Regions from separate parts of the Mus musculus genome. Here regions 1, 3, 4 and 5 are each linked to region 2. Evidence: chromatin contacts called from public HiCAR-type, HiChIP or PLAC-seq and promoter capture Hi-C data. All regions are on one chromosome and are shown on one strand. The core of a region is the stretch at or near the end of the contact, and the rest is flanking DNA. Distances in the headings are between cores, read along the strand shown.

Region 1 (5,487 bases), core at 2,231-4,730, 2.5 Mb before region 2:
ACAGGGCAAGGATTCTCTGACCTAGGACGTTCAGATGGACTGGGGACACAGCCTCTGCTTGCCTGTCCCTGCTTTGTTATCTGCCTCCTGCAGATGACACTTGCTTTGTGTCCTAGTCTCCTCGTGTGTGTCCATGAGCATTTCTGGGCCATCTGGGATCTAAGCTTGAGTGGGATGGAAACCATACCCAGTGAAATGCCTGCCTCTTGTGTCTATGTCTCAGATACAGCTCCTTTCACATTCTCATCATATGACAAGAGGTCTGCACTGAGTGTAGATATGCTGGGATTACAGTAATTTAAGAGGAGAATTGGGGCCTTTAAATAAAACTAGAAAGTAATTTTATATATCTACAATTTAGTAAATTTTTTCTTGAGATATAATGTACAAAATATTCAAAATACTAAAAACTCAATATACATAATATACAAAAATTCAATATAAAAATTACACAAAATATTCAATATACCAAAAAGCAAAGGTACTTAGTGGTCCACCAACAGTCAGATCTGTCCTGAGCACCCAAGTAGTCCATGGTTGTGTTTTCTTAGTTTCTTGTACAAGATTTTTTTCTCTTTTTTTTTTTCCCTTGGACAAAATCGGATATGAACTGAAAAGCATGCAGGCCGTTACATTTGGATCTCCATTTACTGATGATAGTGTTAAAGATGACAATGATGAACTAGAAACCACTTTTTTGAAATGGATATTTCAACTCTCAATGGAAAGTTTGTGGTGACTTACCACTTTTATTTCTAAAAAAACAAAAACAAACCAAAAAAAAACCAGAATCAACAAAAACTTTTGTTCAATAAAATTAAAAATCAGATATCTGAATCAAAACAAATGAAACTGTTTAGAATTATTATGATACTTTGCTTTCTATATTTGCCCTGTTCCTTCTTTCTTGTTATTGGTCTCAATTTCTTGTCTCTCATCTGTTTGGTGACCTCTCCTCCACCGATTTTATCCCTTCTTGGTCTATTTTCCCTCTCTCCAAGAAACTGAATCCTCCTAGCAGAAAGCAGCTTCTGGAGAGCTTGTAGCAGCCAGAGTTCCAGGGAGAAGAGATGGAGAATGGTCAGAGCTTGAGTCAGGGAGCAGTTTTGTTAGCTTTGATTCTAGGGCATTTCTTCACAGGGAGTCCCAGCAGAGGCACTGGCCTCCTGTGCACTATCATCATGGTGAGAGGTCACATGGATCACATGGCTCCATCAATAGTGACATCAGGTGGGTGTAAATGGCCTGACTAGGGAGGCTGCAGCTTGAGGATTACTGAGACAAGTGATAGCAACAGAAGTGACTCCACGGTTTGCATGCAGTCTTGGAATGTTGAAAACTGGCCTGTTACTATCAAAGAAGAAATTCATGATGTCAAAGCCATGTGTATTAGCGACATTAGGTACTGAACAAGTACTGAATGATTGCCAACTCGGCTCTAAAATTTCAGCAGTCCCATGAGCCTCACAGGATTTGACTATGGCTGAAATGTTCCTGGTAACAGTTTTATGTAGCACTCACTGGAGAGGGACACTCTTATAGGATCTTGCCCAAAGAATCCCGGTGAGCTAAAACAAACAAAACATAAACAAACAAATAAACAAACTACTTCCTGACCATGTTTGCCTAAGCAGGAATGTTAGGTCAAACATATGTATCCATTTGTGAATTTCTCCAACCCCAGGTGACTTTCTGCCATGGAGCTGCAGGTACTGCTTCGAATAAATCTTTTCTTGCTTGCATCTGGTTGTTCACTGATTCAGTTTCTGGACTTTCTGAGGCCAAGGTGATAGGAAGCATCTCACTGCTTGGAATCTTGAACCTGGGTCTTACATCCTTAGCGAAGCTGGAAGAATGCTGAAGCTGAAGTAAGCTGTCAGTGAGGATTCCATAGCAGGCTGGGGCAGGGTCGGGTGGCATATTTATTGGTTGGCACAAGAAATAGCAGCGGTGGTCTGTAAGTTCCTGCTTGCTTCGGGACCTCTGCATGGTGTGATCACCCATCTCACACCAAGCTGGAAAGAGTTCCAAGCAGAAGCTCTGTTGTGAAGCCTGCTGTTTTTGGTCATCTTGCTTTGTTAATGAGATCAATGAGAGTTCTCTCTAGTTCTCTAAGTGATTCAGTCCTTTTCATAGATTTCCCTCTATGTCCACTTGAGGGCGCTGGAACCCACGTTACCGAGCCTCGCAAGAAACTTGCTCAGGGATGCTCTGAAGCCTTCCAAAGGGGCATGCTCCAGATGGTGGCAGGAACCCTGACAGCCTGTCTATCTATGAGAGTCTAAATGTGCTGACTCGCTGAAAGGGAAACCATAACTCCCACTTAGGAATCCCACAGCACGGGTTTGAGCCCATTTTAAAAGAGGCATTCACCAAGCTGGAGGGAGTGGATCGGTGGGAAATAATTGGAGGAGGGGACACCTACCCAGGGATCTGGCACTGGTTGGTCAGAGTGAAGACAGATTTGGGGAAGTGGGAGATGGCGCTGCCTTTCCGAAGGGCTTTTGTTTGGAAGAGGAACTAGCTTCATTTTATGTTTCCTGCGGCTGAACTGGAGCCTATAAACAGTATTCTCTTCTCAATAGAGAAGAACAAGGAAAGAGAGCCAGCAGCGTAGCTGAAGCAGCAAGCTGGGCTAAGACTGTTTCCAGCTCACCCATGGCCTGCTAATGACACCACCTTAGGGCTCGACAAGCCAGTAAACTAACCTTTAACTGTCTCCTAAACTCAGTCTTTGCATGAAGCAGTCTCAACAGTGTCTCCTGAGGATGGCTATGGCGACCCAATAATTTAAATAAAGTGTTCAGCATAGTGCCAAGCAATTTTACTTATCTCTATTTTCGAGAGCACAACTAAAAAATAAAAATGTATAACTGACCCTGAAGACCTATGGTGGACTCCCATTAAAGGTGGCTGGCTCTATGCACCCAAGAATCTGTAATTGATAAGTGTTCCTACTCCTGCTTTGCAAAGGGGGCTAAAGCAGTGCTCAGAGAGCCTAAGAGATTTGCCAAAGTCTCCAGACTCTGAGGTAGGCAGGCTGAAAGCCCAAGCCTGGTTTGTGTCTTCCTGTGGCCCCAAGCCAGGACACGCCACTGCCTGTCTGTGTCAATGCTAGGTCTTCACCCAGAGGCCCCTAGGTCTGGTGAGCTTTTGGCGGGTTTATTCATCATACACAATGGCGCAGGGGCACATATGTTGCGCTGGCAAGGCTGGGCATATTTTCCAATGTCGGGGAAAGCAGTGGATGAATGAATAATACAGGCAGAGAGATCAACAGAAGGGGCAAAAGGAGGCCAGGGCCATATCAGCTCCCCTGCCCCCAGCAGGGCAGCAGAAGGCGCAGCTGGCGAGCTGCAGACTGGTGCTCCAGTCCAATCATCTTGCCGCTGGATTTTTGCACAGCTTTCCTTCCCCATTCTTTCTCGGTTTTGACACTTGTGATTATTACCAATCCTGGTGGCGCTGACGCACAGAGTGCAATGGTTACCATGGCATGCTTAATAGCGAGAGCAGATGTTTGGCAGGGGAGCACCATGCATTCTAAATACACAAGGCGAAAGTCGGTGGAGGGCGTAATTGATTTGCTGACTGCAGTGGGAAGCCAGCCCATGCCTGCTCAGGGCCAGGGCACCCTACCACACATCCTTGCTTTAACACTGCACAGTCTCATCATCAGCTGACCTCTGGTAGGCCCCTGGCTTTCCATGTTATCAATTCCCACCTGCTCGCTTGTCTTCTGCAGTACTTAACACCTGCAGCCTCCCAAACAAGCTGTGTCTGGTCTGTCTCCCGTCTGGGCTTGGCACAGCTGTTCCTACAGCTCAAGACGAGGTTCCTTTGTCTGCTGAGCAACACCCATGCAGACCCCAATTCTCAACTCAATCCTCTGTGTGTCTTGGTTATATCTGAATCGCTGAAACTGCTTGCTTTCTTCGTGGAATTTACTGCTGTGTTGTAGCTTGCTTGACTTCTCTCTGGGTAGAATGGTAGTTTCTTGAGGTCAGGAACTATGATATCTGTAAAAACAACAAGAGCAATAAATAAATAAATAAATAAATAAATAAATAAATAAATAAATAAATAAAACACTTGACTTTAATTTAAAGGGGGAAATGACACCAAATTAAACTTTCATTCATTACCATCAGGATCGAGTTTCTTGCGAAACGCTGTATAACCGGTAGCAACACCAAGTGGTGGCCATGGACGCACCCCCTCCCTGTACACAGGCTAGTTATCTGTATGCACAGAACCATTTTCTATTCCCCAGCTTCTCCTAGAAATCTGCAGTCCTTCTCTCATCCACCTCTAGGTTTTCCAATCTCATCTGCCAGTGAAGACGCTTCTTGATCATTACGCAGTTTCTTTGGCATACCCTCCCAAACATGTGTGCCCACTTCTTGCTTCTGCTTCCCCAACACCTCGTGCTAATTGCTTTCTCATTGCTCTGACAAAATACCCTGACAGAAGCAACTTCAAGGAGGAAGGGCTCACTTTTGCTTGCAGTCCAAGAAGAATATAGCCAATCATGACAGAGAGGCATGGTAGTAGGTTTGGTGGCAGGAACAGGATAGCTATAGTCTCATTGCACTCAGGCTTAGGATAGAGTGAGCAGGAAAATGGGGCCAGTCTTAAGTCCCAGTCCAATGGCTCACTTTCTGTGGCAATGCTCTTCGTCCTTTTTCTTTAACAGCATCATCAGCTGAGGGTCAAATATATGAAACATGAGCCTATAGAGGACATTTCACATTCAAATCAGAAGGTCCATCCCTATCGCTTCTCGGCCTTTTGGCTAAGATCAAGTGTAGAAGGTCCATCCCTGAAACTTCTTCAGTCCAATGTCAAAGGTCCCTATAGTCCCAGGAAAATCCCAGCACTGTTCAAACATCCAAAGTTTCATCAAAAACCCAAGGCAGTCTCTCAACTGTGACTTCCTCTGCCATTTATTTTTTAAGAATTGCATACTTCCAACATACATTAGCAGAGTATAGATTCCCACTCCATAGGAAGGAATGGGACACAGTAATGAAAGGTAGAGCCAAAGCAAGACCAAAACCTAGCAGGGAAAACACTAAGTTCTGCAGTTCTATATCCAGCATTTGGGATCATCTCGGAGGTGTGTAGAGATATCCCTTCTATGCTGACAGATACATTCAACCTCTTCTGTCAGCATAAAGGAAGCACAAAGGCCTCTTTGGATTTAGAAGGTGTATGTTCCTCATGTGCGTATGTTTCTCTATCCTAAAGACAAAATGGCTTGGAAAACTGCTGGGTATTGAGTGAGGCCCAAAACAGAAAAAGGCTTTTTAATAGGCACAGAATCCAGTATAGGTTGCTCCACCACTTGAGTCATATGATCCAGAAGACACCTGGTATCTGTTGGTGGCAGGTGGGGATACCGTTTGAAGAGTTTGGGTTTGTTGCATACCATCCCTCTTCCTCCATCACACACACAATGAGCCTTGTGATTTGAATGTGTAAATC
Region 2 (5,363 bases), core at 21-2,520:
CGGTGGTCAGTTTGACTACATCTAGAATTAATTCAGACCAAAGCTGCTGGGTACTGTAGTGAGGAGTTTTCTTAATCAGATTATTTGAAGAAGAAAGACCCACTCTAAATTTAGACCACATTTTTTTGGTAGCAGTCCAAATAAAAAAAAGGAAGGAAACTGTTCTACATCCATTTGCCCCACCTTTGCTGGCAAGTTTATTTGTCCAGTTGCTGCCAGTACTAAATCCAATTTCTTTGGAATTGAAATGAAGACAGTGCTCCAGGAATCTTCCAGGATCCAAGTGCCAGAATGGGATTTCTGAGACCTGTAGCCTCATGGACCAATTACCAGAGTCTTGGCCTTTTCAGTGTGAGACAGCCATTGTTGAACTACCTGGACCACATCCTGTAAGCAAGTCTAATATACACTCCTCTTATCAGTTCTGCTTCTTAGAGAACCCTCATACAAGTCCTTATAGAAGTTATGAGAAGGACAGCTTGTGAGATCTGTGCTATCTCCTCTCCAAGTCATCAGAAAGTGTTCTGCATTTCAAAATATGAAACAAACTATCCAAGCAGACAAAGGAGCAGATACCTTGTTATCTATGCTAATAAATGACCCTCTTGTTGTCTTGTTATACCCCTGTCCGGCCCATGTGACTGGTGAATAAATTGCTCTAGTAATTAATTCTAGGCAACTGTTTTCATGAGACTAACATGAAATAACTTTCCCAGCGTCCTAGCACAGATCTCTTATTCCAACACTAGGGGATTGAGAGAAGATAATGAGTTCTGGGTCAGTCTGGCTGTATTGCAAGTCCCTATCTTCAAATAAAACGCCACTCAATTCTAATCGTGAAACAGTTAAAATTCAAAGAACATATTTTGTATTCCAGAAGGCGTTCATTCTCTCGATGTTTAACTGTTTAACTGTCTGGTAGCAGAGATTGTTGATTTTTTTCCCCCTTGTAGTTTCTGCTCTTATTTCTTATGTATTGCTCCAACAGTCTGCGTTACTGAAAACAATATATTAGTAGAATTACATGTTGACATCATTTAGTATATCTCTCCCGATTTTTTTTTTAAAGGCAGGTCCTGTACTGTAATTCTTAACATGAATCTGAATGTGAAAACTGAATGCTCCACCAGGATGTAATCAATACCCCATACCACAGCTTGCCTTGGAGTAGACAGACTGTTAGTCTTTTAATCCAAGTGGGCTTGGTTTTAAGGACCCAGAGCTCTGTGCATGCTGGATCTTGTAGTCCCGAAACCGCAGACGCTCACCGTGCGTGGCGGGTAGTAGCTGAAGTCCAGTAGTTACAGTTACGAGGGACAGCTGTAAATCTAACTTGGGCCTGCCCCTCACAAATGAACTGCTCTAGGCTCTGAGCTTGCAGCCCGGGAGCTTAGGGTCTCCGACAGGGCTTCCTGCAGGACCGCGGCCTGCGGAGGCTTCGGTGTGCTGTGCTACGGTGGCCGCGCGGGGCCGCGGGCCGCACGTCCTGCGGTGCGTACGCGCTGTTCGGAGCGGCTGCTGGAGCCGACGCGCGTCTGGTGTGGGGACTCCTGCGCGGCTGTACAGTTATCCAGTCCCGTGTCGCCGAGGGGTCGGCTCGAGGCTGGCGGAGTGGAGAAGGTTGGAGCTTGGTGTTTGTAGTCTACGAATGGCCGGTTCTGGGGGCGGCCCTGCCCTTGGTGCAGACCCGTGGCCAACCGTCTGGGTTCCTGGAGGGTTTTGGAGCCTCTCTCGATTCTGCTTCCTCCTGAGGGTTATCTTCTGACGACTCCTCCTCGCCCTTTGAACTGTAAGCCTTCCAGTGGCCGGCTGTTCTACCCTTCTTGACCAGGAAAGGTTTTCTCCCTAGCCGCCGTATCCCATTGACTCTTCCTTGTTTCTCTTCATTTAAAACAAAAAGAGTGTATGTGTGGGAAATGTTAGATCTCAATCTGTCCGTCTGTAGCCCCGTTGCCCCTTTCGTTGTTTGAAACCGCAATCTGTAGCATTATATACCCTGGCTGTGCTAATAACGCTGACTTCATAGACCGGCTTTTGCTCATTCTCACATGCCCACCCACATCTGAGGGTTATTGAAGTTGGAAACTCAGACTACAATCTTCCGTGCGATGACCCGACATCACTGGGTCAGCTCAGCATAACTCTGCTTGAGTTTATTTTCTTAGGGTTTTTGTCGTATATTTTTGTTATCTTTATTGATTACTTTTCCACACGAGGTTCATTGCGACCTCGGGGCTAAGACTGTATTATTTTATAGCTTTTTAATCTTTGAATTACTTAGGTGAAGATTTCCTTCTGTTTGTTTACCTTTTCTGACCTTACATTCCCTTGGGAGTTTGGAATTGATTTTGTGTCAGTTGATAGCAGATAGACACAAAGGAGTGATCTTTCCTGCCTGCTGCTTGTGGCTTTTAATTAGATTATGAGTCTTTGGAAGTGCCCAGAGGGATTGGAAAGGTTTTGAAATGTATTTTCGGAGTTTCAAATGATAAAGCTTTTATTTTTCCAACTAGGGAAGAGTTCTAATTAGTCTAGTGTCTGAAGCTAATTAACTGGTTCACCTGCCATAAGAATTTGAGAACTGAAGTTAAAAACTGGGCAATGTGAGGGATTGTCTACATTAGTAAAATGAGTTTAGAGGCCCCCTTAATTGATGCTTTTTCTATAAAAGGGGATGCACATATATTTTAAAAAGAATATTTTGTTATGTGGGTGTTTTTCTACACATATGTCTGTTCATCATGGGTATGCCTGCTGCCCCCTGAAGTCAGAAGAGGGTATGTGATCTCTAGGGACTGGAATTGCTGATGATTACCTTGGGTGCTGGGAATCGAACCAAGGTCATCCACAAGAGTAGCCAGTGCTGGTGACTGCTGAGCTAACTCTTTAGCCTGGATACAAATATATTGAAAAATGTTTTGTGAAACTCTTTTTTTGAAGCTTTGTTCTTAGTAGTCTGATAGAATTGGTTAATGCTTTTGTATTGCTATTTGCTAATGTTATACACAGAGATATTTGGTGTCTTATTTTCTGGGAACCCTGTAATTTAAGTGACTTTCCCAGCTGCCTTTTTAATTATTGTGTTGCAGTGTTTCTAATACTTCTTTGTTTTGTTTTGTTTTGTTTTAAAACAGTCTAACCACACAACCTGGGCTAACTCAACTCTTTCTTCCCACCTCGGTGTCCAGAGTGCTGGGTTTATGGGCGTGTGTCATTCTTCTTTAAGAGATACAGTCTGTAACTATCAATAAAATTAAAACATATGCTTCTGAGTTGGGATTATTTCTAATCAATCTGAAATACATTCAGTTATGTTTGCTATTATAAATGTATACTATTTTAGAATTGGTGGGTGCCTGTAATTCCAGCTCTCAGGAGGCTGATGCAGGAGGAGTTCCATGAGTTTGAGGCCAGGCTGGGGCACATAGTTTGTTCTAGGTCAGCTTGGGCCATAGAGTGAAACTCTGTCTCCAAACGTAACAAAACAAGTAAACACTAAACCACCAACCAACCAAACAACCAACCAAACAAAATGACTTCCAGGAACAAACAAAACCCAACATACTCATTTTCAGAATTCATTCATGAAATTCTTTACTGGAAAAAAGGTAAGAAGCTAGCTACATAACTACATAATTTTTAAATATACTTTCCTGAGAGTTTTGAGTTTCAAGTTGACTTTTTTCCTGAGATTTTAGTCACTTACTAGGCAGTTCTTGAATTCTTACTATTTAATGAAATGATGACTTTCACTGAGACCACCTTGCCTCCATGGCTCATCTTTGTACTATATAAGTTCAAAGCATCATCTCCTCATTATATGAACGCAGTAAGCTATTATTATCGATGCTTTGAAACTCTTTCTTTCTTTCTTCCTTTCTTTCTTTCTTTCTTTCTTTCTTTCTTTCTTTCTTATGTGAGTACATTGTCGCTGTCTTCAGACACACCAGAAGAGGGCGTCAGATCTCATTACAGATGGTTGTAAACCACCATGTGGTTGCTGGGAATTAAACTCAGGAACCCTGGAAGAGCAGTCAGTGCTCTTAGTCACTGAGCCATCTCTCCAGCCCCAAGTCCAGGTCTTTTTGATGCTTCTCCATGCATGAAAGCTGCAAAGATTTGTTCTTTATCTTGGGATGCTTAAAGAGCATCAGCTCAGCAAATATGGGTGCTAAGGGGCCATTTTATATCTATCCATTTCTATGTACCTTTCTGTTTGTATATCCATCTATTTTATAGCTATCCTTCCATACCTAACATCTATGTATCCTTCTATCTATGTGTCTATCATCTATCTATCATCTACCATCCTGTGATGAGACTTCATCTCTATCTTAAGTAATGGGCAGAAATTGCTTTAAGTAAAAGTTACGAGGAAAGAATTGCAGGTGGAAGGAAGCATTAAGTGAACAGATCCCTAAAGCTGAACTGTAGAGGCTAGAGACTGGAAAGACAGCAGTGGGCTGCTTCATGTCGCCAGCTGCCATGCACTTAGCAGGTACACAATGCCTGCACTCAAAGAAGACACTTTTAATGAAGCAGTGGCAAGGGCTCAGATGTGAAGTGCTTGAGCTGCATAGTCCTAAGTGACTACATTGAGAATGGAAGGAATCTGAGAGCCGTTGGGGAGAGGACCTGTGTACCATGTATTTGCTGTTGAGTTGTGTGGGGATGGGCTAGCAGCCTAGAGACCAGGATGGCTGGTTGTCAGGTTTGAAGAAGTAGACCAGGTAGGTGACTTGTAGATTGACCTGTTTTTAATCAAATCATAGGACTTAACATAATTTTCAAAATTTACTATTTTATGAGTTACCGTCAATTAAACAGGCTACGATTGTCAACTATACGATATGTTTTGGTTTCAGAGTTAAGTTGCAAAATTTTGTTACCAGAATTTATGTCATTAGGTATTCCTTATGTTGGAAAGTGAGCCTTATAAACACTTTGTCTTTAGGACTATTTATGAATCCATTTGTAGTCTTTATCACACATATAACTTTTATTTATTAACTAGGCATTCTTCTAGGTCACGGTGTAGTGAGCATCCTAGTTAGGGTTTCTATTGCTGTGATAAAACACCATGACCAGAAGCAAGCTGGAGAGGAAAGGGTTTATTTAACTTATACTTCTACATTGTTGCCCATCATTAACAGAACCTGGAGGCAGGAACTGATGCAGAGGCCATGAAGGATATTTCTGCGATGCTCATCATGCCTTATTCATTCTACTTCCTTGTAGAACCAACGACCACTAACCTAGGGATGGTGCCATCCACAGTGGGCTTGAGCCTCCCCCATCAGTCACTATTTAAGAAAATGCTCTTTAGCTGGATCTTATAAAGGCATCTTCTCAATTGAGGTTCC
Region 3 (5,556 bases), core at 2,902-5,401, 2.5 Mb after region 2:
TCTGATATGAAATATCTGTGGGAGCCACAACCCACAGGTTGAGAACCTCTGGTCTGGCAGCTCAGGTCAGTACTAGTGCTACTGGTGAGACCACATTGGGTAAGAAGTCAGCACAAAAGTTGAATTTCAGAGGATGTTATCCTAGTTCAAGACATTTTCCATGATGAAAACACCAGCTTATAAAATGCAGGTCAAATCAAGAGTTTTTTTTTTTTTTTTAACTATTCTAAAAATAAGCCATAAAGTTTGTGGAATGGTGATATATGTTGGTTTGAAACTAAAAGAGTAGCTATGAATACTGATTTTTTTCCTACTTAATATCTGTTATATTGACAAATACTTTAAACTCTGAGTCGTGATTTTATCATTTGTAAAATAGATTCCTTACAGGTCTTATGAGGCACCATGTGTGTAAAGTATTACCTCACAGATACTAGCCAATAACTATCAGTACTGCTAATGATAAATAAGACTAGGTGCCACACTGATGGTTTTTGAGCTGGAAATACATGGAGCCCTCAGGTTCAGAAACGGCTCCAGGAATAGGAAAGTCTGCTGGGAACACCTTATTCCTTGACACTTCTACCAGTCTCCTTGGGACGGGGTGAGATCTGGGTGTAGAAAATGACAGATGCTTGTTTCTGTTAGTGTCATAGCACAATTCTGTTTAGGATGCACTGTGACCTTAGAGCCTCCTCTGGGGCAGATGTGTGACCTTGTTGTGCCCTTACATGTGTGGCGCTGTAAGATCTGGAGTTTGAGAAGGGTATTTTCTGTGGACTAGGGGGAGGTGATACTATTTATTATAAACTTACTAATATTTGCTATATCAGGGCTCAGAAAATGACTACAAACTACAGATTCCAGAACCCAAATTTCTCCTATCTCCCTTCTTCTTTTCTTGTATCTCTCATTCTTTTCTAGGCAGATCATAGAGACTAGAATTCATCTTTGCCAAGGCAGGTCATTGAAACCACACCTTTTCCCCAAAGCCAGATGTAAAAACGAAAATCACTCCCAATCTCCTCCCTTTTGCCATAAGAGTTGGCCACCTGAAGTCCTCTCTCATTCTCTGTAGATCACAAGGTCTCTTTTCCAGGGAAGGGTCTTGTGCCATATCTGGAGGGAGCGCTGCACAGAGCAACCAAGAAGAATGAATAGACAGACCCTTTGGATTCCTCTCTTAGTCCATTACTGTTCGGCCAGTCTCTTTCTGGCCCATAATCTTTCTGTGTGGCTGCCAATGCTTCATCAAACCTAAACATAAGATTGCACAGTACACACAGACTTCTTGAGTCTTCTTCAGCCTGCAGGCTTCTGTGTCATTTCAAACTATGATCAAATAAATTTGCTATGATTTTTTTATGTTGTAACCTGCCTTTTGCTATAGTTGTATTGGCCATGAAACTTTATGAATGGTAAAGGGATCACCCCTTTTTTGTTCCCAGAGTTAATATAATCAACCCTTGGTATATGCTATAGATGAGACACTAGTAAATATGTATATTAATATGAAATCAATGAATTGCTTTGAACTCTCTTAAGATAAGGTTTTACTGTTGTTTCTCCTCACTGTCAACCCCTGCCTCCTCTGGGCATAAGATCTACTATGAGAAGAAAGCAACTGATTAATTGCATTAGTGTTTCAAGACTTGGTCTCAGCTTTCCTGTTCCGTGTCACTATTTGAGCTTGAGTTTTACCAACTGTCTTAGTTAGGGTTTTACTGCTGTGAACAGTCACCGTGACCAAGGCAAGTCTTATATAGACAACATTTAATTGGGGCTGGCTTACAGGTTCAGAGGTTCAGTCCGTTATCATCAAGGCAGCAACATGGGAGCATCCAGGCAGGCGTGGTGCAGGCAGAGCTGAGGGTTCAACTCCTTCATCTGAAGGCAGCTAGTGGAAGACTGACTTCCAAGCAGCTAGGGTGAGGGTCTTAAGCCCCCATGGTGACACAACTACTCCAACAAGGCCACACCTCGTAATAGGGTCACTCACTGGGCCAAGCATATACAAACCTTGCACCGACTGTAAAGTGGTGATAATAAAATCTAGTTCGTAGCCTTTGATACTTGAACTCAAGGAGGAAACCCTAAGATTCATCTTAAGGACTCTACTCTAGTCACAGGCAGTCAGACAGTGGCCCAGGTTAAACAGCTGAGTAACATAGGAGGGGGCTGGTCGGAGGGAGATGCAGGTTCCAGTGGCTTTTCTTCTTGTGGAAATGTGGAATTGGTGAGTAGGATGGTTTTTGGTGCAACATCTGGCACAGGAAAAGTCCACTTTCTCAGGTAAAGTACTCAGTCCAGTTGTTGTTGGCAGAAAGCAGTCGGAGAGAAACAAACAGTGTGGTTGAGGGTGGAAGGAGAGTGGGACGGTTTACATCACATAATCTCTTTATTTAAGGTGGGAAAAACCTACCTCCTCACTAACAGATCTCAGTGCTTATAAAGGAGAAGTTAAAAACACAGGTCTGGCAGAGCAATTTTCTGAGTGCTTTTATAGGCACCATAATCCCCCATTTTCACCAGGTACGTTGTCCATGATGCTGGCACATGCCTGACACTGCAGACCCTGTGTACAAGCTTCATCCTGTACACACTCTCAATGGTACAATGGCTTAACTTGTTGTAATGGTTACAATAGTATTAACAGTCTAAAGGAGAACAATTGCTCTATTGTGGTAAGTTATGCAAATGTGCCTCTCAGAATCACTGATTGTATACTAGGTTCTTAGCAGATTAAGCATATATATATGTATATACATATATATGTGTATATACATATTTTCCTTTTAAGTTTAGAACTTCGTGGGTTTTGACTTTCTAACCTTGTCTAAAGAGCTGTTTGGTTCAGTTCCTATTCTTTCTGAACTGCTTTCTGTAGAGGACTTGGACTACTGGATGGTTTCTAAGATGAAGGAAGATTCCACTGAAGAAGGTAAGAATAAGATGGATCTGGAGGAGTGAAAATTGGCCTTAGTTACTTGCAGGCCTGCGTTTATTTAAGGACCTAAAGAAATCCGGACCCACAGAGTTTGTAATGAATGAGGGGGATAGACGGACGCGGTAGTTTACACAAAATGTTAATGTAGTTTGCTACAAAGCAAGCAAATCTATACAAAAGTCAAAGATCTTACATAGGGATATCTCTAATCCTGATTTCTGGTGCTGTCACTCACTCCCGATCTCTACTATATCAGCCACACACTCTCAAAACAAACCACACAGGCACACAGGAAGAGTCGTCCTGGAAGGTAACCTCTCCCCATCCTTATCCCGTGCCCCACTTTTTCCACCAGTCCTTTCAGGCAAGTTTCCTAACAGCCAGCCAGGGTGATGGTGAGCATCTAGAATCTCCTGAGGCAGAGCCTGGGCCCCAAGTCACGACAGTGAGGAAGGGATGGACCCCAGATTGAGAAACAGGGCTGAGATGTCTCAGAATCCAGGATCCCCCGAAGAGTTAAAATAAAGGAGTTATTCTGAAGTAATCAAAGTGGGAGGGGGCTGAGACTAGGAGCGGAGTTCCCGGCCAGCGGGGCGGTGCTGAACAAACTGGGAGACTACTGGAATGAAGTTCTGAGTGGCAGGAAGTAGGACCAGTAGAGTCCGAGCTATGAGTGGCGGAGGCGGGATCAGTCCAATGGGGTGGAGTTCTGCATGGCGGATTGGGATCCGTGCTGGCAGGGACTGAGCTCAGCCAACTGGGGGCGGAGTCCGCGAAGTGGAGGAAGGCGTTGGGGGAGGGTCTCCATGAGCTGGAGGCAGGATTATGTGCCAGAGTGGCGGAACTGTGGGCCGAGCGGAACCGGGCCCGGCAGAGGAGGAGCTCAGAGTGGCAGGGATCAGAACCAGTATAGGAAATACTGAGTGCCTGTAGGGCAGAATCTGGCATAATTGGGTGTGAGGTTGTAATTGGCAGAATTCTAAACCAGTAGGAATCAGGTTCTGCATGGATGGTGGGATTGGGCTTCTGGGGGCGGGAAGCCACGGGATGGGGCGGAGTCTAAAATCAGGGGCGGGGCCTAATGAAGGGGCGGGGCTCCGTTGGTTGGGTAGGAAGTCAATACCGTCAGGGGGCGGGCCGGGCTTTGGATTCGCGCGCCGGCCCTGGCTAGTCTGGGTGTGGGCGGCTTTTGGAGAAAGCCGGAAGCAGCGACAGCCCCAGCTCCAGAGACATGGCGGGCGTTAAAGGTACACTGCGACCCTCGCCCGCGGCTAGTGGGTGGGGTCGCTCCTGGCTCCAGGCTGCATGGCGAGCAGCCTGTGTGCGGGTGTGCGAGTTCCTGCAGACCGCGGCCTCCCGAATGCGCGGCAGAGGTGTTTTGCGGAGCCTATAAACGCTCGCGCCCACGCCCACGCCCGTCAGTTCCCAGGCGGGGGCTTCTCCCGTGGGCTGTACGTTCCACAGTGGTCCCCTGGGCTTTTCAGTTCTCCGTAGGTCACATCAGGGTCCCACATCCTCACCTTCCTGCCCCGCCGCAGTTTCCTGTGGCTTACAGAGGAGCCTTTGTGTCCAGGATGTGTGTTGGAAACTTGGTCCTGTTGTTCCCTTACGGTTTTTCTCGCTGGGCAGAATAATTTCGGGCGTGTGGCACTTTGGAAAGTAACCAGAAATACCCTATTCGACGCAACCTTGGGGCTGCAATTAGATGGGATTTTAACAAGACTTTTCTTGAGTGTTTACTGGTCTGTGAACAGAGCAGTATGTGCTGTTTGTGTTCTTGAATGGTGATGAAAGGAGGGTACCGAAAGATTATCACCCTGATCTGTGTGAATGCAGAGCTTTGGGCGTTGGGTGGGGACAAAGTTACTGGAAGGCTTCCTGGTATTTGGATTTCTGGTCATCCGCACAGAGAAGACTTAATTTATCTCTGTGTTGGACTTCCTTTCTTTGAAAACTATCCACAAAGACCTTCCCACTCACCAACATCTGTAAGATGGATACAGTGTATACTCATGTGGATGCACTGTACATTATCTGTGCACAACTAGTAACAGACATAGCTAACCATTTTGGGGGGACTTTTGTATTTCAAATCAAAGTAAACATGGTTTACTTGGGCAATGTCCACTGTATGACGTATCCATTTGAAGACAGTGTAGAAAGCATGTAAAATTGTGTCTCACTACTACAGAGTGTTCAGTCCTGGACAGAAAGTACAAAGTAGCAACAGTAATTTATGGGCCTATGTAGTGAAAAGGAACAAAGGCTATGAAGTAGACAAGAGCACAAGGAAGTAAAACTTTGCCCATAATTCAACTGTTATTGAGAAACTATGCTGGAGACTTGGGATAAAAGATAAGTGAGAAGTTTGGACTGAGTTGATTGCCGAAAATAATTATATTGCTGTGTAAGAAAATGATGTGTGCTCTGACAGTTGAGAACATAGAGATAATATAGTGGAGGGAATCATGTTGCTCCAAAAGATATGTTTTAAGTTGTAACTCCCTGCTGCCAAATGAGGGTGTGGCCTTGTTTGCAACTAGCAGATGTTATCAATCTAAGGTTGCCTTGTGTGATGTCCTTCAGATAAGGGGGGAGGGGGAAAGCAC
Region 4 (6,172 bases), core at 3,135-5,634, 2.2 Mb after region 2:
TTCTTACAAAGTTACTCATTACAAATAGGAAAAAAATATTAATTGTAGCTGGCCATGATCCCAGCACTGGGAGGTTACTGCGGGAAGATCTGGTGTTTAAGGGTAGCCTGGGCTACATAACAAAAAGTTAACTTCAGACTGATCACCACCACTAGCCATCCCTAAAACTTCTGATGGTTTTTCTGTTAGCCTACAGTGTCCTATTTACTGACGCACTGCCATTTAAATATTGAGTCTTAGGTTTTGAAAATCCCTAATGCACAGTTAAAAGGGATAATACCAAAGATTTAATGTTGATCTCCAATTCACACCCTTTGGCTAGACCATAAATATAATCACACACCACTTCTCTGCAGGGTCCCCCATTCTCATTACTAGCCTTATTCGTGTGAAATAAACGTGTTTCTACTGGCAAGGCATGCCACGGTGACATGTCACTCACTGAGCGGGGATAACTGCACAGCCTGGCACTGTGTGTAGTTAATAACCAGTCAACTCTCTCTAAAGTCACACAATGTTCTTTTCATGTCCCTTCTCAGCACATCTCAGCCATGTCCAAAAGTTCAGCAAACACTGGCTCTTCATTTCTCTGGTTATCAATAAGATTGTCTATTTGATTTCTTTCTTTGCAGTATATTGGACAGTTTGTCATTTATAAAATAAGGATAGTACACACAGGAGGCAGAGGCAGGTTGATTTCTGAGTTTGATGCCAGCCTGGTTTATGTAGTGAATTTCAGGCCAGCCAGGGTTACATAATGAGACCCTGTCTCAAGAAACAAACAAATGCCTTCCCAGTGCCATTACTGAATTTCTTTAGACAAAACAAATCCCCCTAAAGCAGTATTCCTCATTGCTGCTGTGTTATAGTTTTGGGAGGGTCAGGAGTTGGCAATCCTGAGCTCTAAAGGAGATGAAATTAAAAGAAAATACAAAATAAATGAAGGTAATAGAAGACTGGCAACATTGTCACCATGTGTCACAACTGCTGCCACGTCACCTAGTGTTTTCAGATACATTGTTACTGCCAGGAGACGTTTAAACAAGCAGCTGTTGGGAGGTACCTTAGTTTTCCCAAATTTCCCACAAGCCACTGCTACCCCCTTAAATTTTTTTTCACATTTTGTTAGTTTGGTTTTAACCTCCTGAAAAGCAGACATTAGGAGTTCTGGGACAGAGGAATAGTTCCATGTGGTGGGATTCCTCAGTCTTTAGACCAGGCTGGCCTCGAACTCAGAAATCTACCTGCCTATGCCTCCCAAGTGCTGGGATCAAAGGTGTATGCCACCACTGCCTGGCTATAGACACATTTTTAAAAACTGAAATTAGCTGGGCTTAGTGGTGCGCACCTTTAGTCCCAGCACTCAGAAAGCAGAGGGAATAAGATCTATAGGAGTTCAAGGCCAACCTGATCTAAAAAGTGAGTTCCAGGACAGCTAGGGCAACACAGAGAAACCCTGTCTTAAAAATCCAAAAGGAAAACAAAACCTTTACCCCACTAAGCTAAAATTAGTAAGTGACATATTATAAACCTGTATTTCTTTTCTATACTGCCTTCAAAAAGCCACTGTATTTATACTTAAAACATATCTTGATTCCAGTTCTTAATTTTCAAGAGATATTTAATCTGTATTTAGATTCAACAGTGTGTATATATATATGTGTGTGTGTGTGTATATATGTGTGTGTGTGTGTGTGTGTGTGTGTATGCATGCTAATGTTTGTTTCCCAAACAGTTAAGTTTCCAATACCTGAGTCATTTATGGATTCTAAAAGTTAAATGAGTTTCAAACTTGATCTCATCAGCCTCTTTAGTTTAGATGGCTGGAGCCTAGGGTTGCTAGGGGCTACAGTAGTAGCTGGTACAGACTATTCTGTCAGTCACTTAGATTTTTTTAAACCTGAATCCGGATACAAGCCCTTAACCCACTGAGCAGCAAGTCTTGCTGCCGTATACACCAACTGTTCCAGTATGTTCTTTTTCTACAATACATTGCAAAGCAGCTGTTTCTGGAAAGTCGGCTCGGTAAGGAGAAAGGTGTTATCTCAAATCAGGGGCATAGCCAGCCAAGCTTAGTGGCACACACCTTTAATCCTAGAGACAGGTGATCTCTGAGTTCCAGGCTAGCCTGGTCTATGGAGAGAGGGGGAGGGGAGAGAGGAGAGAGGAGAGTGGAGAGAGGAGAGCGAGAGAGCGAGAGAGCGAGAGAGAGAGAGAGAGAGAGAGAGAGAGAGAGAGGGAGAGAGAGAGAAAGAGAGAGAGAAAGAGAGAGAGAGAGAGAGAGAGAGAGAGAGCACACCACACAGAGAACAACCAGGGTTAATTTCCAAGGAAAAGGGGAGAAACCTTGACACTGGAGCTTCTTTGTCTAGGACATTAGTCACCCTGTGAAAGTTACAATTATTGTTTACACTAAGCCTCTCAACTTTCAGAGAACAGCTGCCGCTGCATCCTAAGACTCACTCTTCTTCAAGTACCCCTTCCTAGCTTCTGTCTACCAGGCTGATCTACCAGGGTTGCAGATCATAATCCACGAGTCCCACTTTATACATACAAAGACCTGCTACTGTTTACATGCCAACACATATGAATAATAAACACCACACCTCAGTTATCATTCATGAGCCTCAGTATTCCAGACTACCTCGAGAAAAGCATTTACTAACACTATAGCTTTCTCTTCCCTTTCACGCTGGGTCACAGCTCACTTTGTTCCCCCAGCCGCTGATTTCAAAGTTGATCTCGTGAAGGAACTGGATTCCTAAGGTAGTTAGTTCTATTTTGAGCCTTCTTCCTGTTCTGAAGCTAAAGTTGGAAGGGCTTAGTGGTGATGTCATGGAAGGGAGAAGTGCCTTTTTTCAGAAGGGTCTCTTCTGGCAATTCCCAGGACACATAGGTGGTGAACGATCCCCCTCTCACCATCCCTCACCTCTCCTTCCCTCTGGAGTCCCAGTTAGTCACTAGCCAGGAAGAAAATCAACTCTAATAACAGGCAATCACACTTGCATATTTTATATTCCAAACATAATAAATGAAAAGACAGAGAAAAAAATTGCCTAGTTCTAGGAAAGGGGTGGGGGTGGCTATCTCTCCCCATCCACTCTCTCCAATATAAGGCCAGGAGGAGCAAAAGGCACTGCAGAAAACAGCTGTTAGGAAGAATTCAGGAGGCTCCGGGAGGAGAATGCTACGGGGGTTTTGGAAACCGGAACTTGAGGACACCCCCCCCCAAATCCTTTCTTCTTCCCTCCCTCTTGGAAGAGACTTGGGGCTGGGTGTGCCTTCTGCTTTGAGAAGCATTTGGCTCGGTAGAAAGGCAAGGGGCCAGGGTGCGGCCCACAGGGAATAAAAGCTTAGGCCTGGCTCTGGGCTAAGTTTAGTGGGAGATAGAGGAGACCGGAGAAGTGCAGGTCTGAGTGGAAGACCTACTGTGGAATTAAAAAAAAAAAAAACCCTCACTAGGGGCAGGGCGGGAGACACCTCTCTTTTTCAACTTAAACTCAACAGTTCATTGCCGGTGGGAAGAAGGGTGAAGAAAGAGACAAATTTTAACGTAAACTGTGAATTGCAACTTCTGGGGACTAGAGAGGGCTGACGTACCAACGCTATCAGCAGGTGAAAAGAAGCGCCTTTTACCAATTCTGGGGTGTCGAGGTCTGGCCAAGCTCTGGTGGGCAGGGCACTGTCTGGCTTCTTAGCTCACCTCGCCTCCAAAGCGGGAAGAAGCATAGGTGTGGTCTTTCTCCAGGAAGGTGGCAGCTGGCTTCGCGGGGCAAGGGAAAGGATTCCTCACCGGGAAGGCGGGGAGGAGCCCCGGGGTCAGCTGCGGCCAGGAGCCGGGGTCTTCGCCAAGTCCCCTCCCCCTCCTGAAAACCGACCTGGACTAGGATCGATTACAGCAACACCCTCTCGCCTTCCCAATAATTTCGCAAATAATAGTAATAAGCCCAGCCCCTCTGGCGCACGTTTAAAACAAACAAGCAAACAAACAAAAACCCAGAGCCCTGAGCGGTGGAAACAAACAGGTGAGTCCAGGGAGAAGCGGGAAAGAGTGGGGGATAAGAGGGGGGGCGTTCCCAAACGTAAGGGGAAACAGAGGTTCTCCCAACCTCTCTCCATTTTCCTTCCCCCTGCCCCCCAAGAGTCTGCGTGACAGGCTAGGTACCGCAAAGCCCACTCTGACAGCCTTCCCGCAGCCCGCGCCCCCGCCTGCCTACCCTAGGCTCCCGTGTCCAGGCTTCGGGGACCGCGCGGCGCTCGCCCGCACCCCGGCCCGCCACCGCCGCCGCGGGGACTCCGCTCTTCCTCTCTCCGCCTCCTCCTCGCAGACTCCTCCCGCCGGATCCGTCATGTAAACAACATCCCGGCTCTATTTCCAGCGGCCGCGGGACGGCGAGGGAACCGCGCCAGCGCCCAGCCACCGGGCGGGGGTGGGGGGAAAAGCGAGTGCGCCACAGCTCCGGGCCTGGCCCCGAGCTGCCGCCCCGCGCGGTCCGCCGCCTACCGGAGCTGGCGCCGAGCGCCCAAAGGCGTCCAACAGCAGCCTCCGCCCCCGCCGTCGTCTCCGGGCTCCGGGATACGGGGCCGGCCCGGGTGCGAGCGCCGTGCGCGCGCCGCACAGCCGCTCTCTGCGCCCCGCGGGCCGGCCAGGGCGCGCCGCCAGCCCGGGGCCGAGAGCGCAGCACCCGGAGCGCGCACACGGACGCCGCCCCCGCGGCCGCGCGCACCCCGCACCCACCTGCGCCCTCGGGGGTCCCGAGCCCCCCTTTCTTTGTTCATCCCGCTATTTGCATGAGGATTATCTAATGACGCAGCAAGGCTCGCCACAACGTGACCGTCGCCATTTTTCTGTTTTTATTCTAGCTTTGCCATGTGATAGATTGGGGAAGGGGGGGGGGGGGTGGAAAAGGGAGAGAGACAGGATTGAAGGAAAAAAAAAAAAAAAAAAAACTTCCGGGTCTCATGACCGGGAAGGGAGAAAAACAAAAGGGAGACGAGACACAACTCCAGGCGAAGGACGTGGTGCGTGTGCGCGCGTGCGCGCCGGTCTCTCCGTGCCCAGGAGCCGGAGGCTGGGGTGCTCCAAGCATCCTCCCATCATCAGGGTCCGCGGATCCTGGTTGTGCGGGCCTTGTGCTCCATCCTTCTGCTGGGTACCCGGCTGCCTGCCCTTGCCTGGCTCCAGTGGCTCAGTGGTCCATTCAAATAACAGAATCGGAAGACCGCTGCATTTTCTAAGTTGTAAAACAGTTCGCTCCGAGGACCCCCACATGGCGAGGGCAGGGGGAATCAGACCAGTTCAGATTTTCTTTCTGCTTCCTTTTCTCTTTTCCTAAAGCTGGACGCACAGCTTAGGGATGGTTTGTGGCGTTGCGGGCTTTTTGGTTTGGTTTGGTTTGGTTGGGCGAGGGCGTGCATCGTGGCTGGATTTATTGAGGTAGAAATTTAAATAAAAGGTTCAGTGCTAGGAAGGGTTGAGAAGACTGCTGCAGAGCTTTGGGCCGATTCGTGTTCTACCGTGTTAATTCACATTCACAGGACGTGATAGGTGCCCAGAGTTCACGGTTGCTGAAAGGATAAATGTCTGGAACTCTGCCAGGTCTCAGTGACAGAGTTTGGTGCTTTCGGTTACTTGTGTGTGTTCCTTCAAGAGCTTTCACTTTTGTTTCTCTTCTGCGTGCCTCTCGTATGATTGAAAGCAGAAGTGGACCTTAGCGTTGACTAGGGCGCTACCACTTACAGGTGAGAGACACAGGGTAGGTCTAAGCTAAATACCGTGTTAGACCCCAGTTTGTTTGGACCGAGAGACAGCTGAGGGGGTAAAGTAGAGCCTAGCACCGTGCAGCTGTAGTTCCGTTTTGTAACATTCCTGTGCCTAGAACTTAAAGATGGATAACTCAGAACTGCTAACCCCACAGGACTGCTGCGGGGGTTCATGACCTCTTCCGGCACCTTTCTTGAGTGTTGACTCAAATATGTGTGTGAACACAGCTTCTTTTCCTCTTCTTCTGGGGAGCATCCTTGTCATTGAACAAGGCAACATGTGTGCTGTGAAGTGTTTCTGTCCTGCTCACAGAGTTGAAAGCTCTCCTGTGTCTTCGTAATATTTATTTCATGGTGCCTTTCAACGTCGGGATTCGGGACAATGACTGGCTTTTCCGCTAGTGGGGAC
Region 5 (5,674 bases), core at 2,742-5,241, 2.6 Mb before region 2:
TGTGTTTGATTTAGGAGAAAATATGAAAACACACCCATAAATGGATAAAAACATAACTGGACTGGGAAGACTCCCCCCCCCCTTTATTACATCACAAGCCATTGTTGGGACACCAGACACATCAGTTAAGTTCTCTAGTCACATTTAATTCTGTAGCAAAACAAGCAAGTAAACTCAGATAAGATCAGATAAAAGCATGATTTTGTACTCTTGCAAATCATGGCAGCATCTGACAGAGGTGAAACTCAAACCAAAGTTTATTTTCTTTAAACAAAAGCCAAAAGAAGTATAGCCAACAAGATAAAGTCCTCTTATCATTTTGCCTTTGTGTCCTATAGTGGAACACCAAAAGGTGAGACTTTAACCCTATAAGAGGTTGTCATTGCAGCATTCCTGGATACAACATTGCTAGTCTTACCTATGTGGGGTAGCTTAATTGTGATTTTCACAGTTGAAGTTCTATAAGGAAAATCCCCAGTGGAGTCTGGGACAGAACTCTGATTTCCATTCTGTTCTTACATTAATACTAATATCGCTTCCTCATGAAATAAATATGGGCAAATCTCTGACCTCTATTCCCCTTCAGTGAAGTATGCCTGCTTTATTAGGATAGTATCATGTGGTCTGTGACTCTCTTTCTTTACACAAAGCTACATTGATTAGACTGTGATGTACCCCAGGGAAAGTAGGAAACACAAATGGGGTTGATCAAATTCATAATACAGAGGCTTGTCAGCTAAATTTACAAGTGAACAACCCTTCACAAAAGTGAGTATTCATATCCTCAGCAGACTACCTCTGTGAATAAAATATTTATCCAGTGTACAGCAAAAATGTGACACACTGCACAAAATGTTCACAATCCAGTCTAAAACAACTTGCCTTACCAAAAACCAAGACAATCTCAGCTTTATAGATATAGCACAGATATTTATCTTATAGGAGAGTGAAATATTTCAAAGTGCTATTATCCACATGGTAGGAATTTTTAAGAGAGAAATGAAAGTCACATAGACAAATCACCTTAGGCATGTGAATACGAATCCACAGAGACAGAAGCAGCAAACACAGGGCTTATATGGGTTTGTACCAGGTCCTCTGCATATATACTACAGCTTTTAAATACTTTTATGGTGCTCCTAAGTGTGAGAATAAGTGGGCCTCTGATTCTTGGGCTTACTCTCAGGACTTTTTTCCTCCTACTGGGTTGCTGTGTCAAACTTTGATGTAAGTTCTGCTTTATCTTACTATATTTTATCTGTCATGTTTGTTTATCTCTTAGAGGGCTGTTTTTTTGTTTTGTTTTGTTTTGTTTTGTTGTTTTGTTTTGTTTTTTCCAAATGAGATACAGAGAAAGTGGATCTGGAGGCAAGTGGAGTGGGGGAAGAGCTAGAAAGATTGAAGTGGGTGAAACCTTTGATAAGGATATATTGTATGAGACAAAGTATTTTCAATAAAAAAATTAAAGATACAGAGAGGAAGCAAAGGGAACTGTGAGCACAAGAAGCTCCTGGGTTCTAAGTGCAGATCTGTGCAGGAGAGATCAGCAGTGAAGTGATGTGAGAACAAACACTGGCAGGGCAGAGGTGAGAAGCAGGTGAACCCTTCGTAGCACAGAAAACATAGCTATGGAAAACAGCAAGAGCCAGCAGCAGAGATATTACAGCTGTGCCTGGGTCCAGCTGTCTGCCAAAGGCAGGAAAGAGAAAGGGTAGATGAGAACATTACTGAACAATTATAGAAACTTCCTAGTATAACAAACCACAAATGTGCCATGAAGAACCCAACAGTGCAAAGCCTCAAGTGAAGCAAAACCACCAATATGAGCAGGAAAGCTACAATCCCAGAGAAATCTATCGAAAGCAGAGAGAAATTAGCTTAGTACTTCTGGAGAAACTAGAAAGGTGAGAATGAAGTGGGGGGGGGGGACATTAGAAACATAAGTGCAACAGAGAGTCATCTAGCGTTATACACTCGGGAGAAAGACAGTGTGGTCAGAAGAAAGACAGAGCTACTGGAGGATGAGTAAGGGCCAGAGACAACAGGCTTTTATGCCTTTGAGTTCCAGCTGCACAGGACACTGAAGAGCAAGTTAGAGTCTAATGTGGTTCTCAGTGTGTGTGAAGACAACATCTGAGACAGCAGTAGCATAGAGGGGAGACAGAGATCTTCTATGCTTGTGGTCACTTTGTTTCCTGTGGAAAATGGTGATAGCAAAATCTCATCAGCTTCCCCTGCCTATTGCATAGCACAGAGCTGTGGCTGGAAGAATGATAAAAGAGATTTAAGAAAGACTGAAGGAGCTGAGGAGGTTTGGAACCTCATGCGGGGAGCAATAGCATCAACCAGCTAATTGTCCTGAAGCTCCCAGGAACTGGACCACCAAGCAAAAAATACACATGGAGCTACCCATGGCTCCTGCTGCATAGGTGGCAGAAGATGGCCTTGTTGGATATCAATGGGAGGATCGACCCTTGGTCTTGAGGGTGTTCAATGCCCCATTGTAGGGGAATGCCAAGGCTGGAATGCAGGAGTGAGTAGGTGGTTGGGGGAGCACCTTCATAGAGGCAGGGGGAGGGGGATAAGATAGGAGGTTTCTGGAGAGTAAACCTGGAAAGGGGGTAACATTTGAAATGTAAATAAAGAAAATATCCAATAAAAGAGAAAGAAAAAGAAAGACTGAATGGGTATAAAAATGCAACTACTCAGAAAGTGTCCAAAAAACACACAGGGAAGGAAAAAGAGAAAAATAAATAGGTTAAAGTAAATATGAAAAAAATATGGGTGTATGCCTTTAAATAGTAACAATCAGAAAGAGTCAGACATCACTAGTAGTGGGAAGTGACAGGGATAATCAAACATGGCTGGAGTATTAACTATCTAAGCAGAGAAAATAACTATAGATAAAGAGAAATATTATGTGGGAAGATGGTCATATACCGAAAGGACACTATTTCAGTCTTTCATGCACACTATGTGCACATAACAGTCTTTCCAATTCAAGCAGGAGAGCTTCCAGAATGGAGTGGAAAAACATGCAGACTTCCTGTGGAGCTGGAGACACCTTTCCCAGGGGTTGAAAAAGTTAGTAGGTGAACATTCAGCAAGGACTTACAGGACAAACAAAGATCAATAAGAAAACTGATTACTTGTAGAAAACTCCAATCAAGAGAAAAACACATTTTGTTTTCTTTACAAGCGCTTTAACAAACTAAGATGAGGTACCACTTCTGTACCCATTTCTGAAATTGAAAGGGATTATTTATCTAGATTTATTATCATTCCGTTAATATGCCATGGTTTAAAGACTTAAAATCACATACAGGGAGTTCTCTGACCCTAACAGAATAACAATGAGAGCAAAGCCCTTCATACAAGAGTAAATAAAAATCTCCAACTATTTGAAAATCGAACAGCTTATATCTTAAAGGAGGACTCACACAGGTTCTGAGTTCTGGATATCAGGTTGTGATCACCAGTCTTTGAACCTGGTCTTCTGTTCTAGTCTCAGTAAGTCCCCTGTTCCTGTAGCTCAGGATTAAGTCAGGACAGACAAAGCAAGACACCCGCACCCCTTCCTACCGGCTGGATTGAGAGGTGGGGCTGCCCAAAGTCCAACTGGAATATGTTGCCCACGAAAGGCAGACCCCAAGGCCCTGGGGGATAGTTCTTGGGGCGCCGGTTTTTGAAGTAATCAGCCAGAAGCAGGAAGGTGACTGCAGCCACCAACAGAGTCCTGGGATGGAGCGCTGCCCAGATCGTGGCTAACAAGGAGCCGGTAGCAGCGAGCATGGCTAGGACTGCAGCTGGTTCGTCTGAGGAATGAAGGTCTGAGCTGCGGCAAGTCCCAGGTGCTAACAACAAGGGCACCCTTCTAAAACCGGTCCCCTCAGTCCCTCCCTATCCCTTTCTGTCCACTCCCCTTTGCTCCTCTGGTTTCCTCCCTGGAGCTGGGCTCTCGCAGGAAGTGACAAAGCTTCTGAGAGTAGTTTCCAATCTGCTGGAACCGGAGAACAGGAGAACCCCTGATCACGTGCACAGAGCTCTTCTCTCCGCCCCTTAGAGCTTTTACCCATTCCTTCCCAAACTTCCCTCCCATGCCCTGCCATGCTTTGCTCTGCCCTGCAGATGCCCAGACTGCTTCTATAGTGGCTAGGTCCTTGGCACTGAGTTCCCACAAGAACATGTAGAAAATACAGTTTTAAAAGGCACCAGTAGATAGTAAAAAGTGAAACCAGGAAATCTCAAGGGGTCCCCACCCTAGAAAAATTATTACAGGCAACTAAAGGCTACTGAAAGGGAGATTTAGTCTTCCCCAGACAGGAGCCTTCTGTTTTTCAATACTAAGTGTCCAGCCCTGAACCCATATACATTTATATTCATGTGATATATATGTATATATAATCAATTAAAGAGGCCATCAATTTGAGAGGAAGTAAGTGGGGAGACAAGGGCAGGATTGGAGGGAAGAAAGGGAAGAGGGTGAAAGGGTGTAATTATATTGTAATAAAAATTTAAAATAATAATTGAGCAGGGAGTGGTGGCACACACCTTTAATCCCAGCACTCTGTAGGCAGAGGGATGCAAATCTCTGTTAGTTCAAGGCCAACCTGGTTTACATAATGAGTTTCAGGACAGGTAGAACTACTTAGTGAGACACTGTCACAAAAAACTCCAGCAGCAGCAGCAGCAGCAGCAGCAGCAGCAGCAGCAGCAGCAGCAGCAGCAACAACAACAACACTAATAGTAATACTAAAAGGCAGTCTAAGATAGATTGTTTTTCAGTCAATAAGTCTTTCCCTCTGAGGAGACAATTGTGGTGGTAAGGTTTGTGATTTGCATGAACCCCAGAAAGCATCACGGACATCTGGGAGCCTGTTCTATAAGCAAACTTTCCCAGTGACTGCAATGTACCTGAGAAACCAAGCTAATCCTAGTAACAGAGTGGCAGGCAACATCGTCACCTCCTTGCAACAGATCACTTTGTTTTAACAGAGCTGTGCTTCGTGCGCCCAGGAATGTTTAATGAACACTTGTTGGAAAAACACTTTTGTCCTGATCATTGTTATTACTATTTTTATTATTGTGGTTCTGGGGACTTAACTTAGAGACCTATAACAGGGCTATTTATTGTAAAAGTAACTGTTTGTTTGTTTGTTTGTTTGTTTGTTTGTTTTTTCAAGACAGGGTTTCTCTGTGTACCCTGGCTGTCCTGGAACTCACTCTGTTGACCAGGCTGGCCTCGAACTTAGAAATCTGCCTGCCTCTGCCTCCCAAGTGCTGGGATTAAAGGCATGTGCCACCACAGCCTGGCATAAAAGTAACTTGTTTGCCAGATTTAATTGTCATCTTGCAGGCTTACTGCTGAACAAATTCACACTTTCTACCTCATTCTTTTTGTTGTAATGTTTTCTTTTATTTTTGCTTGGGAAATTCCTCCTATATTTATAAACAAACAGGCATGTAAAATCACAGTAAATGACAGAATTCATTCATTTTATCTAACTCAGAAAAAATATATCTTCTCAGAAAATTGGTTTGCAATGCATTTTGCATCAAGTACCACACTGTCTTCATACAGCTAAATTTTGTTGAAAGGAATAGAGAAGCTGGAAGCTTAAGTGGTGAGGCACTTTGTAAGTATGATACATAAATTTGGGTGTTTACAAACACA

Evidence for each region. Promoter capture Hi-C pulls out the DNA fragments that hold promoters and counts their contacts. HiCAR-type assays count read pairs that join an accessible place to other places. HiChIP or PLAC-seq counts read pairs in DNA pulled down with a chosen protein or histone mark.
Region 1: an H3K4me3 HiChIP or PLAC-seq map of embryonic forebrain shows a contact between it and region 2, with 6 times the contacts expected there. The contact joins the enhancer-like site here to the promoter of Atg4c in region 2. A contact is called at or near these places in 2 of 39 promoter capture datasets (hippocampal neurons and pre-B cells), 5 of 484 Hi-C or Micro-C datasets (B cells, cerebellum, cortical neurons and 2 more) and 3 of 115 datasets of contacts at active chromatin or transcription factors (astrocytes, embryonic forebrain and pro-B cells).
Region 3: a contact with region 2 is called in a HiCAR-type map of astrocytes, with 3 times the contacts expected there. The contact joins the promoter of Leprot here to the promoter of Atg4c in region 2. A contact is called at or near these places in 1 of 39 promoter capture datasets (pre-B cells) and 1 of 115 datasets of contacts at active chromatin or transcription factors (astrocytes).
Region 4: a contact with region 2 is called in a promoter capture Hi-C map of pre-B cells, with 3 times the contacts expected there. The contact joins the promoter of E130102H24Rik here to the promoter of Atg4c in region 2. A contact is called at or near these places in 4 of 39 promoter capture datasets (the 3T3-L1 cell line, hippocampal neurons, liver and 1 more).
Region 5: an H3K4me3 HiChIP or PLAC-seq map of pro-B cells shows a contact between it and region 2, with 9 times the contacts expected there. The contact joins the promoter of Cyp2j6 here to the promoter of Atg4c in region 2. A contact is called at or near these places in 2 of 39 promoter capture datasets (liver and pre-B cells) and 1 of 115 datasets of contacts at active chromatin or transcription factors (pro-B cells).

The regions. Positions count from the first base shown.
Region 1 is chr4:96,694,576-96,700,062 of GRCm38.p6, forward strand. No RefSeq gene overlaps it. Among named protein-coding and RNA genes, the nearest start is that of Cyp2j5, 33 kb to the left of the region's middle. Within about 2 kb of position 3,481, at least 47 of the 459 cell types and tissues checked have an H3K27ac peak or open chromatin away from gene starts, as enhancers often do. A contact at or near this core is called in cerebellum, cortical neurons, embryonic forebrain and 1 more, where this site is marked.
Region 2 is chr4:99,192,664-99,198,026 of GRCm38.p6, forward strand. Atg4c (autophagy related 4C, cysteine peptidase) reads left to right here and starts at 1,271. Exons shown (of 11, transcript NM_175029.3): 1 at 1,271-1,789.
Region 3 is chr4:101,643,632-101,649,187 of GRCm38.p6, forward strand. Leprot (leptin receptor overlapping transcript) reads left to right here and starts at 4,152. Exons shown (of 4, transcript NM_175036.4): 1 at 4,152-4,194. The coding sequence starts at 4,179.
Region 4 is chr4:101,351,864-101,358,035 of GRCm38.p6, forward strand. E130102H24Rik (RIKEN cDNA E130102H24 gene) reads right to left here and starts at 4,385. Exons shown (of 2, transcript NR_040708.1): 1 at 4,218-4,385. 0610043K17Rik (RIKEN cDNA 0610043K17 gene) reads left to right here and starts at 1,920. Exons shown (of 4, transcript NR_040640.1): 1 at 1,920-2,025.
Region 5 is chr4:96,549,660-96,555,333 of GRCm38.p6, forward strand. Cyp2j6 (cytochrome P450, family 2, subfamily j, polypeptide 6) reads right to left here and starts at 3,992. Exons shown (of 9, transcript NM_010008.4): 1 at 3,583-3,992. The coding sequence starts at 3,792.